3 separate regions of the Mus musculus genome follow, and all the other regions are linked to region 2. The links are chromatin contacts, called in public Hi-C and HiChIP or PLAC-seq maps. All regions are on one chromosome and are shown on one strand. The core of a region is the stretch at or near the end of the contact, and the rest is flanking DNA. Distances in the headings are between cores, read along the strand shown.

Region 1 (4,973 bases), core at 2,230-4,729, 390 kb after region 2:
CCCTCCTTCCTCCCTGGTGGCAGCCGTGCCCTCTCCCCTCTCCAGGCTCAGTCTCCAGCAATTGTTTTGCTGCTTGTAAGAGTGCTGAATGATACCAGGTGGATGAATGGATAAGTGGGTGGGTGGGTGGATGGGTGGGTGGAGATAGATAGATAGAGATAGAATGGGTGATGGAAGAATGGGTGCATGGGTGGATGTATATATGGAATGCATGTATGAGTGAATGGATATGAACAAATGGTTGGGTAGATAGATAGATGGATGGGTGGATGTATGAGATGACTAGGTAGAGGGGTAGATGGATGGATGGATGGATGGAGCATCTCATACCAGGCTGGCTTCTGGACTCTTGAGGCAATGCGTGTGGGCAGACTAGACCTTTTGGCCTGAGGATCTCAAAACCTCTGAATCTCCTTCCTTCTTTTGCTGCAGGAAGTCTTGCATGACCCTGCCCAGGTACAGCTGTCTCACACATCTCAGCCTGCTGCCCTGCACTTCACAGCCTGGTTCTTGAGTGTATACATCTCGTGCCTTCTTTAGGATAAGTGAAATCGGGTTACTTAGCTCTTTCTAGAGGGATGGGGAGGCAGCCTCCAAAACCAGGACGGATGGCGGTGCTTCTCCGGGGAGAGCTGAGAATTAGGTTCATTAGGTTGTTTCTAAATTAGTCAGAACATGATTGAGCTCCACGGGCCTCAGGAGTCACGTTCCAGTGTGGAGACCTGGTAGGAGACCCAAAGATTCTCAGGAGGCTGGGCCGTGGGGATGTGCTCCCCAAAAAAGGAAATACTAGCAGAAAGGCTGTGGAACAAAAACAGAGCCAATGGAGCAGGATTAGGCTTCAGCCAGAGAAGGACCAACAAAGGAGAAAAGAAGACTCAGGAGAAGGCAGGGGTGGACACCTGTGCATGTGGGGAAGCCAGGAGCACACAGGAAAGTGGACACCTGTGTAGTCAGGGGAATAGGGACCTGTGCAGGTGGAGCGATGGGCACCTGTGCAGATGTATGTAGGCAGGGAACCTGGGCACTTGTGTAGACAGGAAGGTACTTTAGAATGTTAGCCTCCCAGCAAAACAACCACTATATTCATTGTGTGTTTCCTTGCTTACAAGAGACTGTCACAACCCCACTAGTTGATTGCTGATATTTCTTTATGGAAAGAGGGTGTGGGGAGGGTGAGAGGACTCTTACCTGAGACTCCATTCTTCTTCCAACCTAATAGCAGGGAGGTGGAGATCATATAGGCTGGAGAAGGCTACCTGAAAGGGCCTTTATCTCTGTGGCTATGGGAAGCCATCACTTATGCTGGGGTCTAATTTGGGGGGGGGTTTCTTTTCTCTTCTTCCTTTCTTTCTTTCTTTCTTCCTTTCTTTCTTTCTTTCTTTCGGTTTTTTGAGACAGGGTTTCTCTGTATAGCCCTGGCTGTCCTGGAACTCACTCTGTAGACCAGGCTGGCCTCGAACTCAGAAATCCTCCTGCCTCTGCCTCCCGATTGCTGGGATTAAAAGCATGCGCCACCACTGTCTGGCAGGGTCTGATTTTCTAATGCAGCTTTTTAGGGTGATCCACACTCTGGCCGGTGATTCCTCATCCCTACTCTCAAGTAATCCTAAGAAACTGATTGGTTCCCCAGGGTGAACTTTGGTTTGTCATTGGTACCTTATAAGGAGAAGGCTGATGTTGTTACATCTCTCCAGGGAAGGGAATGTCAAAACAGAGGAGTAACTCTCCCTTGAATACCTCCTAGTGCCTGGGAGCAGCCTGGGTCTCCAGGATACAGCATCATTACACGACATAAGCAATTGATGGGGTCCCTCCCACCAATGGTGAACATTCAGAGTGGCCACTGGCACTTGAGGGGACACTGACTGGCAGGGACTTAAGGGCCTGGGAAATAGCCTGCTGCCCTCTTGAGGATAGTCATTGACACCCTTGGGTGAACACTAGAATTCATGGGCAAAGTCTGGACCATTACTTGACCTACTCCCAGGGTAAGCTGAGCAGGAAGTATCATGAGACAGCACTGTCCAGGGCTCCCGCTGGGGACCATGGCTCAGGAAGCTCCCTAATGGAAGGCTGCCATGTGTGACAACCTATGATTCTTCTCCCTCCTTTTGTGTTAGACCTACCGGGGGAAGGAAGCATGTTAGGCACTCATTATGCCACAGGGTGGGTGGGGGAAGCTGCCCCTTTCCCTCAGTCATCTGACTTCTCCCCTCCCTACTTTGTTTTCACTAGGAAAGGGGTCTGGGGAAAGACAGTGGGGCTGGGAGCATCTAGAGACCTGACTGGAGATGGGGGTACAAGCATCCCCTGGATGTACCAGAAAACTAGGCAGCCAGAACACTTCAGGAGGCTGTCCTAACTGTAAGAGAGTGTTATACCCTGGATGGCGTCCTGCTCCTAGGAAGATGTTGTGCCTTTGGGAGGATATCCTAGCCCTGGGAGACATCTCATCCCTGAGAGGGTATTCTGGCCCTGAGGAAGATATCCTCATCTTGGGAGGGTGTCCTGTCCCTGGAAGGGTGTGTCATCCTTAAAGAAGGAGCCCTGGCCCTGGGAGGGTTCTAAATACTGACAGTGCTAGTGTGCTGTTGTTGTTGTTGTTGTTACTTGCCTAGTTACTTCTGAGGCTTTCCCCTGGCAGGTGTAGTGGTAGGCAATGGGACAAGTAGTGGCCACTAGTCCCCTTCTTGGTAGTAGTCAGAAAGAACTGCAGGAGCTACCAACCCTGGACCTCTCGTGGCTGATAGCCTTAATCTAAGTGCTGTCAAAGACACATCAACCAGAGGCCGGGCGTGGTGGTGCACGCCTTTAATCCCAGCACTTGGGAGGCAGAGGCAGTCAGATTTCTGAGTTCGAGGCCAGCCTGGTCTACAGAGTGAGTTCCAGGACAGCCAGGGCTATGCAGAGAAACCCTGTCTCAAAAAAAACCAAACCAAACCAAACCAAACCAACCAACTAAACAAACAAAAAGACACGTCACCCAGGACCTTATCACCTCAACAAACCAGCCAGCACCAGATACCATGTAACACCAGGTAGGAACACCATGTAACGCCAGTTTGGTAGCCCTGTGCCCCAGTCTGTTCACAGCCTACCTCCATTGGAACAAGAGTATAGTGTCTCCTTCAGGGCAGTTCATATTGTCCCCATACCCCCAGAGCTTTGTGGGACAACTCCTTTCTTCAGTTGTGAGAGGCCCAGGAGCAGGCTTGACAGGGCAACGTGGACCCAACAGGTCTGGCATTGTCCATGTTTGGAAAAATGACACTCCTGATACCCCTGCATCCTCCTGGAGGCCCCCAGAGAGCCACGCTGGGGCTGCCCAGCCCTGCCTACATATTTGGAAGGGCCGTTGCAGCCCCAGCCAACTCCTCATGTTCTCTGGCTGAGCCGAAAGCCAGCATGTTCTTCCAAGCCTGGAAACTCCCAGAAAGAGGGAAGCTGGCCTCACTGTACGGAACAGAGCCATCTTGAGGTTGGCCCAGGAATGGCCCTTGTCCTCCAGCAAATGTCCAAAGAAACACCACACTGTCTACTCTGCCTGAAGGAACAACCAGTCACGGGCAAGCAGAACCAGGGAACACACACAAGTGGGTCTGGGACAGGCCTGGGGCAAACCAGTTAGAGGAACTTTTAATTTGTGAGTTAATCCAGACCATTAGGTCAATGCTGCTGAGGATGAAAAGGGAAACTGAGTCCCACAGTCTAACCAATTAGCTCCTCGGAAGTGATTAAGCTGGCCTTGGTCTCCTGGCTCCTCTCTTTCAGTCTCAGTGTCTCAGAAAGCCCACTGCCACATCAGGGGGCCTGGGGCTCAGAAGGTTACCCCCAACTCCACAGCAGGATGGATGGAATGTATGTCCCTACTTCAGTCCCTGGGCACAGGCCTCCTGGAGTTGATATAACTGCTGAGGTCACTGTCTTAGGAGAGCACTCACTGCTGGCCCTAGCGGTGGGAAAGGAAGCAGCCAGGCCTGTCCTGAGTCAGCCCATCTGGTTTTCTTCTCTGGCCAGGAGTCTAAAGGAGCCTGGGCCTGCCCCAGCCCAGAAGCTTCCAAGATGCTCTGCAGGCCAAGGCAGGCCCCTCCCACTCCCCAGGCAGGACCAAGAGTCAGCCACTTGCCGGCTGGGGCTCTGAGCCATATTGACCTCTCAGGACCTCCTTGCTCTGAGATATGAAAGAGACCATGAGGATCTTAAGCACAGAGAATCTCCACCCATGGCAGCCCAGGGAACCACTAGCCCAAGCTGCCTCCTTCCTGGCACCAGCCCCAGGTCCCTCTGTACAGGCCTGGCTTGGAAAAGTCATATGTAGAAACCTAGGAGCCTCAGTTCCCAGTCCCTTGCCAGATATAGCTTAGACCAGAGCAAAGCCTCCTCCCCTTTCATTCTTTCTTTCCTTCTTTCCTTCTTTCTTTCTTTCTTTCCTTCTTTCCTTCCTTCCTTCCTCCCTCCCTCTCTCCCTCCCTCCCTCCCTCCTTCTCTTCCTCCCTCCCTCCCTCCCTCCCTCCCTCCCTCCCTTCCTTCCTTCCTTCCTTCCTTCTTTCCTCTAGCCCTCTCCCTAACTCCCCTCCCCCATCTTCTGCCTCTCTCTATGGGTGTGTGAATGCTGTTTTTGAGGCAGGGTTTCACTATATAGCCCTGGATACCCTGAAACTCTCTGTATAGACTGGGCTAGCTTCAAACTCACAAAAATCTGCTTATCTCCCCCTGCCTGGAATTTAAGGCATGTGCTACCATGCCCACTCCTCTCCATGTGTTTTTGAGTCAGGTCTCTCTATGTAGTTTAGGCTGGTCTAGAACTTGGGATCTTCCCGACTCTGCCACCCAAGGGCTAGAATTATAGGCATAAGCTATGGTACTCTCAGTCCTAGAGCCTCTCTATCTGCTCCTACAGGCTACCCACTCTTATCAGACCAAAAGACTTGGGGGCTAATGAGGCTAAGTTGAGCAGAAACCAGGGGTTC
Region 2 (4,679 bases), core at 517-3,016:
ATAAAAGGGCCGGGCATGGTGGCTCATGCCTTTAATCCCAGCACTCGGGAGGCAGAGGCAGGCAGATTATTTCTGAGTTCGAGGCCAGCCTGGTCTACAAAGTGAGTTCCAGGACAGCCAGGGCTAAAGAGAAACCCTGTCTCGAAAAACCAAAAAAAAAAAAAAAAAAAAAAAAAAAAATCATAAAAGGAAAGAATACTTGAGATAACATCTAATCTAGGCGGGCAGCTTGTATCATTATCAATTGGCTCTGAAATTATTGTGTGGGCATCTTGTGAATTGAGAATTTATTGATATATAAATCTGACTGATTAATTATAAGCTTCTAGAGTTTTGATTTACTGATTAAGGGAATTTGTGATAACTAGCCTAGGGGGTGGATGCTGAGAAGGTACAAGAGGCTCTGAGGCAGGCAATCCGGAACCTGGGGCTGGCTTAGAGGTGGCAAGACCGTTGGGGACAGAGAGCAGCTGTGTATTGCGTGGGATGATACCATTTTTTATTACGTCCCACAACACATAAGCAATACACATATGTGATGTGCGTACATGCATACAGGCAAAACACCCATGTGCACATAAAATAAAACTTTTTAAGGAAGGGGGCCCTGGAGAAATGGCTCAGCAATTTAAAAACTTGCTGCTCTTACTGAGGACTCCAGTTTGGTTCCCAGGACCAGATCAGATAGATCATAAATCACCTACAACTCTAATCCAAGAGGACCCTGCACCCATATGGCACACGCTTACATAGACATAGACACACCAAAAAGTGATTTAAAAATAATAAAAAGGGCTGGTGAGATGGCTCAGTGGGTTAGAGCACCCGACTGCTCCAGAGTTCAAATCCCAGCAACCACATGGTGGCTCACAACCATCCGTAACGAGATCTGACTCCCTCTTCTGGAGTGTCTGAAGACAGCTACAATGTACTTACATATAATAAATAAATAAATCTTTTAAAAATAAATAAATAAATAAATAAATAAATAATAAAACTAACCTTCACAGTAGCCCTCTCTGATAAACAGTGCACTTTTCCTGTATAAAGAGCCAGAATAATACTGAGGGTTTGCATGGCCACACTGGCCATGGCCTAATAATTACATAGTGAGGACCCAAGCAAAAAGAAGATAGGGTGTATGAGCCAAAGGTGGCAGAAGTGACAAATGTGACTTTGACCCAGCTGGGAGAAGTCCCGGGGCATTGGGGAGAAGGGGTTATAAAGAGGATGTTTATTTCTCTGTAGTGAAATAAACCAGAGGTGGGAACCTGAAATGAATTCAGCCCCTGCTGGCTGTTAGCAGGAGTTCTGCCTCTGATGTGGAGGTAGGAAGGGCAGTTCAGCTCCAAGGAGCCCTCTGAGTGGCTTCCGCCTTGCCTTTCTGGCAGGAGCCTCCTGCATCAGGCTGTACTGACCACTCTGTTCTGCCTCCTTCCCTCCTCTAGGAAAACACCCACTTTTCCAGGAATTCACAGTGACGCCTATGCCACGCCAAGTTATTTTTAGAAACTGGCGTGATGAAATCTTCAGAATTGTAAACAACATGCACACGCTTTAGGTCCCAAGTGTACTTGTGCAGCGTCCCAGTTGGCTGCAAAGTGAGATCCCCGGGGAAGGAAAGCAGCGTGTACTTTGATAAAAGCCTGAACTGTACTCGCCAGAGAACGTTCAAAACAGGAAGCAGCTCAGGCTCCGAGAGTCAGGCACAGCCGAGCTGGGGCTGGACAGTATCCCCAAGGACCGTCAGGGTGCGCTGGGCTGTGGCCGCCGCTGTTGTTTGTCCTTGGTCGGTCGGTGAGGCAATAGCTCCAGGCCTGCTTCACAGAGATTGCAGAAGTGGAGTAACAGGTCAGGTGGCCTGAGACCAACATGCCAACAACTGTCTCAGGACGAAACGTGCCCAACAGCACTCTGTCGTGTAGCCTCTCAGGGCACACGCCCATACCCATGCCCGTAGCCATATCGCCACTTGGTGGTCCTGGCGCGAGGAAATGGGAGGAGACTATCTTAAGGAAGAAAGGGCTTTTATAGGGAGGAAAGGTAGATACAAGGTGGCTGTGAGCCAGAAGATGGCACTAGGCAGTCGCCAGCCCCAGTGAAAGTGTCTCTTTTTTCCTCTTTCTGGAACATTTCAATTGACCTTGATCTCTTGAGGCAAGTTTCTGTCATTCCTTTTTACGTTTGTTTGTCTGCTTGCTTGATTTCTTGTCTCACTTTTTTTGTTTGTTTGTGACAGTATTAATATATAACCCAGTTGATCTTGAACTTGCAATCAGTCTTCTTGCTTCAGCTTCCAGAGTGCCAGGATCACAGTCATGTCTCACCGTGCCGGCTCAGGAAGAATTGCCTTTTTGTTTGTTTGTTTGTTTGTTTGTTTGTTTGTTTGAAATAGGACAGGAGCTCTTGTATCCCAAAATGGTCACGAATTCACAACGTAGTGGAGGATGACTTTGAACTTCTGATGCTCCTACCTCTACCTACTGAGTACTGGGATCAGAGTGTGACCACACCCAGTACATGGGGTGCTAGGGCATCAAACCAGGGCTTTGTTGATGCTTGGTTACTACACTCTACCACACTCCTAGCCCTGTCATATGCTTATTTTACAAAGACAAACTTTTCAGTTTTGTAGAAAGAGTAAGCATCAAGGAGAAAGATTTTCCAAATGCCCCTGACCACCCCCTACACACACACACATACACACACACATGCACATACACACACATACACACACATGTACACATACACACACATACATACACACACATAAATACACATACACACACATAAATACACACATACATACACACACATGTACACATACACACACATACAAACACATACACACACACATACACATACATACACACATACATATACACATACACACACACACACACACACACACACACACACACACACACACACACGTACACACGAGTTCCTCTATCAGGATCCTCACCAGAGCGTTTTTCTTTGTTAAACCACACAACTATGGAGTCACCAGTGGACCTGTGGTCCATGTTGCTTTTGCTGCCTGCTCTCTGGACCTGACTCATGCAGAATGGATTACCGTGTTAAGTCCCTGCCCTCTGTCTCAACATCCCACCCCCTGGTAACACCACTTTTTTTTTTTTCCTTTCTCTACAGACTTATCTTTTCCAGAATGGCACCGATAGGAGCCTACAGCATAACTTTTTCAGTCTGGCTTCTCTCAGTATTTGTTTTGTTTGTTTGTTTGTTTATGTTAGAAAGGGTCTCACTATGTAGCCCCGCCTAGTTTGCAACTCATGTAGATCCGGTTGGCCTTGAACTCACAAAGATTGGCCTGTCACCACTTCCTTGGTGCTGGAATTAAAGGTGTGTGCCATCATGCTCAGCCTAGACATGTATTCTCTGTTTTATATTCAAGATTTTTTTTCATGGGTATGGGTAAGTGTTATGCCTACATGCATGTCCATCTGTACCTCAGATGCATGAAGTGGACATGGAAGAGGACGCCGGAGGACGCCCTGGATCTTCATCAGATCCCCTGGAACTGAAGTTACAGAGTTGTGAGCTGACATGTGGGTACGGGGAACTGAACTCGGGTGTTTTCCAGTAATATTGTTCCATGTCTTTTCCTGGCTTGGCAGCTCATAATTGAACACGCTTCCATTGTCTGGGTGCAACAGGATGTATACTCCTTCGCCTCCTGAAGGATACCTCAGCGCTTCCAAGCTTTGGCTGTTACCGCCACGGCCTCCATGAATATGAGTGTGCAGGTTCTGGCGATGCGGACTCTAGTCTTCCTCACACAACCCTCCTCTGAACTCTCCCACATCTGTCCTGCTCAGCTACTACCCAGTCTTGCCCCAGTCTCCTGGCAGGACTCTCCCTGCCCAGGCCGCAGCCTGGCCCTTTGCCCCAGACAGAGCAGTAAGCATTTTCTCCTGACTCCTTGGCACTGTTCCCTTGTTAACTGCATTTCGGGCCATGTGCTATCTTAAGAAGATGTAGTCTTCACAGGACAGATGTCTTCAAATCTCAGACCAAAAATCTTAAAAACAGAAGTAATGGTTTCTGATGTTTATGTATTACAGTAGGGGTTTAGTTGTTATTTTGAAACAGGGTGTCTCCGTGTAGCCCTGGCTGTGTTGGAACTCACTCTTTAGACCAGGTTGGCCTTGAACTCAGAGATCTGCCTGCCTCTGCCTCCCCAGCGCTGAGATTAAAGGCGTGCTCCATCATACCCCACATTGTGTTTGTTTTGCTTTTAACAGCAGCAGCTGTGGCTGAAGAGACCACCCCATGGTTTCCCCAGCTCACGCCATTCCACATCCTCTGACCTTGGCGTTAGGGCTACTGTCCAGCTGAGCGGAAGTAGCTGCCAGCGCTGGTGTTCCAGCTACATTTATGGTGGGTAGGGAGCCTGCACTGCAAAAGTTTGCCAGATCTCAGATGGAAAACGCAGCACAGCACAGCACAGCACAGCACAGCACAGCACAGGCGCCCTGCTCTTGGGTGGAGACAGCATGGAGGGAAGACATCACCATGCTGCTCTGCTGTTCACTCCAGTGTGAGCACAGTAGGTGGTAGAAGGGATACTGGGGGGGGGGGGGGAGACAGGACACAGGGGAAGAGAACATCAGAACAAGAGGCAGCTGTGTCCCCAGCTCTTATGTTTTGCCTCTGCT
Region 3 (4,459 bases), core at 1,510-4,009, 460 kb before region 2:
TACTCAATTATAAGTGGATATTAGCCATAAAGTACAGGATATACCCACACTACAATCCACAGGCCCAAATAAATGAAATAACAAGGAGGACCCAAGCAAGAATCCTTAAAACTCACTCAGACAGGGAAACACAATTGTCATCGCTAGCTGGTTTCTTGTTTCAGACTCATTCACTGGGCTCCAGGGATATTTCTCTGAAGATAGGAAATATCTACACAGAGATTTCAGTTTAGCTGATCGAGTTGATGCCGCTCCAGTTGGGGTGGCTTTATCCTGGGCACCGAGGGCCTTAGGAGAGGAAGTCTGCAGGAATCACCCACATTACTCTCCCCTGGTCCCTCAAGGTGGGGCTGACACTGTCTTCTCTTACCCTTGGCTCAGCATGGAGCTCTGTCCACCTCTCTCGGATCTGCCAGCTGCCCACTGTGGACCCCAGACTTTTCTCTGTCTCAGGCCACATAACAACAACAAAAAGAAAACCCTACAGTAAATCTTTCTACACAGACAGGGAGAAGGTGTGTGCAGAAAGTTAGGTATACAAAGGAATTTCTTTAAAATCCACTCTCAATAGTCACTCCTCTTACTGATGAAATCAACAATGCCCCTAATTCACTGTATTTAAATGTTATCTCCAAATATTCATATTTTGAAAATAAAGCATTTTACTCATGTTCCCACCTTCTACACACAGAGTCAACAGAAATGGTTTCAATCTCAAAATTACAGTTCTGTTTTTATAAACACTGAAAGTCATTACTCTGTAAAACACAAAATCTGTCAAGAGTTTTAAAATGATTTTTAAAGGTAATGAAACGGGCTCTGCTCATTCCCAGGCAAATCAGATAGCCTTGTCCAAATAGAGTCTCGTGGTTGACATCTAATTACCCTTGCTGGTTGGCTCACACTGAGGAAAATGACTGTTGCTACCTTTTCCATTGCTGGTGTAACATTTCGGAAACCTTCCAGTTAACTGTCAGATATTCAAAGATTGCAGTAAAGTGGTTACCAGGAGCTGTGGTATGAGTATTTGCATGGAATTCCCAGATATCCAGACACAAGGCGGTTCCCTGGTCAGTTGGGATGACTCCCAGATGGAGAGTTTAGTTTAGTTTAGTTTAGTTTAGTTTAGTTTTGTTTTGTTTTACAGGACTGACTTTACAGGGCTCAGCCATAGCCCTTTCACCAGAGGCTCTTTCACACTCCACTCACCTCCCATCAAAAGAGATTCTATTTGTAGCAAATGGAGACGACCACTGAGACCTATAGCTGGTAAAAATGTAGACAATAAATGTCTGCGGGATTCCTAAGCTCAATTGTTACATTTACAATACAGCCTGTGCACCTAAGGCTCAGGGAAGATCATGGGAAAGGAGATATAAATATTGTTAAGAACCAGAGAACCAGGATATCTGCTGAAGGTAGTGTCTTCTATACATGACAAGGACACCCATAAAACCTCGACACTGTGGTTGCCTAGCAAAGACCCACATAACGATCACAACCAGTTGACATACCAACACAGATAGGGGAATCTCACAAGGTCCTCCTTCTAGATGAAGAACTACTAGCAAACAATAGCGGTGGAGAAAGGGAGAGGCCGTTTTTCTCCAGGAAAAATTCCCCTAACAAGTTATCCAGTTCTGAATGGTCAGCTCTAAGCACATATACTAAACAGCAGTGTGTGCACCAGTAATTATTAAAGAATAGTGTTGTGTCTGGCCAGCAGATTACAGGTTTGGGTTTTAGCCTGGAAAGGCATTTTGGAAACCGGGAAGAGAAGAGGGGCTGGGCTGCGTGAGATAAGGAAGGAACCAAGACAAAGGTCTCTGCTTAAGGTTTAATTTTTACGATTCCGGCACTCTGATTCCGGCACTCCGTTATGAAGGAAGGGGGAGGGGCCTGATTCCCGCCAAATAATCTTGGAGTCCAGTAGCAGGGTGACCACATGTACGGCTCCGAACAGCAAAGCGGCAGATTCCAGCAGTGGGCATGGCAGAACAATTGAGCCGCCAAGCTCCATCCAGGTGTAAACAGTGGAACCATTAAGGCTGGGGGAGGGGAGGCTACATCTCCTCCCTGTTGTTAATAAAAAGAAAAAGAAAAAAGAAAAGGCTGGCCTGAGGTAAATTTATCTATGCTCAATAGTTTTGCCTGAATTCTTAGGGCTAAAGAAAAAGCCTGTCTCCGTGGGATTCCCTAACTTTTCTTATGGTAAACCGTGTCTGGATAAGACTGTCCTTTCTATCCTAGTAAACAACTAACAGAAAAGCCCTGAGTTGTAGGCTCTGACTTTATAATGCTAATTAGTGATGAATAGGTAACTTCCTAGTTGAATTTTAAGTAGGGCGTTGGATCCCTGGCAAAGTTTGACTGAACAAATTTGAAATGCACTCTATTAAGAATAACACTGAGTTGATATTCCTCTGCATAGGAGGTTATGGTGGAATAACAAAGATAATACACATGTCCACTGTCTCTCCTGACTCTCGCTTGCTGAATACTGCTTTATGCTGCTGGGAAGGGAACATGAAGAAAAGTTAGGAGAGCAATGGAGGGTGTCCATAGATCCAGGCTGCTGGAGATGCTGGAGCCCAAATGTCTTACAAGTGAGGTGATAACATAATGAAGAGAATGCCCATTTGTCTCACTGACCATGACTCAAAGAATGCCCTTTACCAGGATCTGCTGGTGAGAGCAGGCAAAGGAAGCAACAGACACAGTGTTGGGAGGTGGTACAGAGTCAAGTCATCTACACACACAGAGGTGAAAGCCTGGCTCCACAGGAAAGGGCGTGGCCTGCTTGGAGTCAGGGTGTCCACTCTGTACTGTTGCATACCATGTCTATGCTCCCATTCATGTTACAGGGGTCACAGCCTTGAGCCAGGCCAAGCGGTGCCAGCCCGTCATCTCAGCATCTCAGGAGGCTGATAGAAGAAGATCACAAGTCCAAGACCTGGCTCAACAATTTAACAAGACCCTTTTTCAAAATCAAAGTAAAAGAGGATGAAGAAGGTCAAAGACATTCTCTGTGACAGAATGGGATGCCACAGGTTAATCTCCAGCATCACAAAAAGAAAAAAGGAAAAAAAAAAAAAAAGAAAGAAAAAAATAGTTTCCCCCAGTTCAGAAGAGACTGGACTTTTGAACAACTTTGGGACTATTAAAACTATGGGGACTTTTGAAGCAAGAGTGACTGTTCTACGTCTTGAGGTGGCTGGCTGTGAGCTTTGGGGAACAATGAGTGGAATATTATGGTTTGTATCTGAAATGTATATCTCGGGTTCATGATTTCATCACTTAGTCCCCAGCTTACAGAGCTATTTAGAAAGCTGTAAAGGCCTTTGAGGGTCACAGGCATCTGTATTTCCAGCCTGATTGATTTATCTGCTTCTTGCCCATTGCCCATCTCTGCCGTACAATCCCTGAGAAATGAATGAAGAGGCTCCTGCCATGCCTTTCCTGGCACAATGGGAAAAAACCCTTCTCCCTCTGTCTCCTAGTTTGCTTTTTATTGCTGTGATAAACACCATGACAAATCCAGGCTCAGGGAGGAAAGGGCTTATTTGCCTTGCACGTCTGTGCCACAGCCCATCATGGAGGGAAGTCTGGATCTGAACTCAAAGCAGACACCTGGAGGTGGGAACTGAAACAGAGGCCATAGAGAAACACTGCTTATTGGCTTGTTCCTTGGCTCAAGGTTGGTCAGCCATCTTTCTAAAACCTTTCAGCACCATCCAGAGATAACATTTCTCACAGTAGCCTGGGCCCTCTCGTATCAAATCATTAATTAGGAAAAAGCCACCAAAGACTTGCCTACAGGCCAATCTGATGGAGGCATTTTCTTAACAGATATCTGGTTACATCGCAGTGACAAAAACCCAACCAAGACACTTTCTTTTATTTTGCTTTTATTTAGGTACTTTGGTCACCATAACACTATGGCGACTGAGAAGATAACAGTCGTACAAATGCCTCAGGGTTGGAGGGCCTTTAAGACTAGAGAAGCTCCATGTACCCTGGGTCAGTCCCACTTAGACTAAGAGTCCATGTCCAGGTGTGAAGAAGCAGAGGGTGTAGAGGGTTTAGATGTTTTGTCCCTCTCAGGAGTGTAGATTTACTAACTGCACAAACCATCCTTTCCTGTGGGTCATCCATGGTTACCTCTGAACTTCTCCAAGCTCATTTCATAAGTAGGTGCAGGGTCACAGGTTAGGCCCATAGCAGACCTGTCTGACTCAGAGTATTCATGCTCTATCTCCTCAGGCAGCCTGTTATCCTGTCCACCCAATCCCACTGTGGTAACCACCATTTGAAAGGACTCAACGCTGTGTGTCTGTGGGTTAGTTCTGTGAATGCACTTATATGTGTGTGCTGGACAGTATTTAACTTCTTAAGGACCCCCATTACTCTCTATCTTTTTAAATTGTATTTTATTTATTTACATTCCAGACATTGTCCC

The links. A called contact is a pair of places that touch in the nucleus more often than the background predicts. HiChIP or PLAC-seq counts read pairs in DNA pulled down with a chosen protein or histone mark.
Region 1: a Hi-C map of the N1E-115 cell line shows a contact between it and region 2, with 4 times the contacts expected there. The contact joins two enhancer-like sites. A contact is called at or near these places in 2 of 484 Hi-C or Micro-C datasets (the HL-1 cell line and the N1E-115 cell line) and 2 of 115 datasets of contacts at active chromatin or transcription factors (extraembryonic endoderm stem cells and pancreatic cancer cells).
Region 3: an H3K27ac HiChIP or PLAC-seq map of embryonic stem cells shows a contact between it and region 2, with 2.4 times the contacts expected there. The contact joins two enhancer-like sites. A contact is called at or near these places in 1 of 484 Hi-C or Micro-C datasets (the AML12 cell line) and 1 of 115 datasets of contacts at active chromatin or transcription factors (embryonic stem cells).

The regions. Positions count from the first base shown.
Region 1 is chr7:139,305,237-139,310,209 of GRCm38.p6, forward strand. No RefSeq gene overlaps it. Among named protein-coding and RNA genes, the nearest start is that of Gm32486, 11 kb to the left of the region's middle. Within about 2 kb of position 3,480, at least 71 of the 459 cell types and tissues checked have an H3K27ac peak or open chromatin away from gene starts, as enhancers often do. A contact at or near this core is called in the N1E-115 cell line, where this site is marked.
Region 2 is chr7:138,917,930-138,922,608 of GRCm38.p6, forward strand. No RefSeq gene overlaps it. Among named protein-coding and RNA genes, the nearest start is that of Bnip3, 11 kb to the left of the region's middle. Within about 2 kb of position 1,767, at least 284 of the 459 cell types and tissues checked have an H3K27ac peak or open chromatin away from gene starts, as enhancers often do. A contact at or near this core is called in the N1E-115 cell line and embryonic stem cells, where this site is marked.
Region 3 is chr7:138,452,757-138,457,215 of GRCm38.p6, forward strand. No RefSeq gene overlaps it. Among named protein-coding and RNA genes, the nearest start is that of Tcerg1l, 57 kb to the left of the region's middle. Within about 2 kb of position 2,760, at least 8 of the 459 cell types and tissues checked have an H3K27ac peak or open chromatin away from gene starts, as enhancers often do. A contact at or near this core is called in embryonic stem cells, where this site is marked.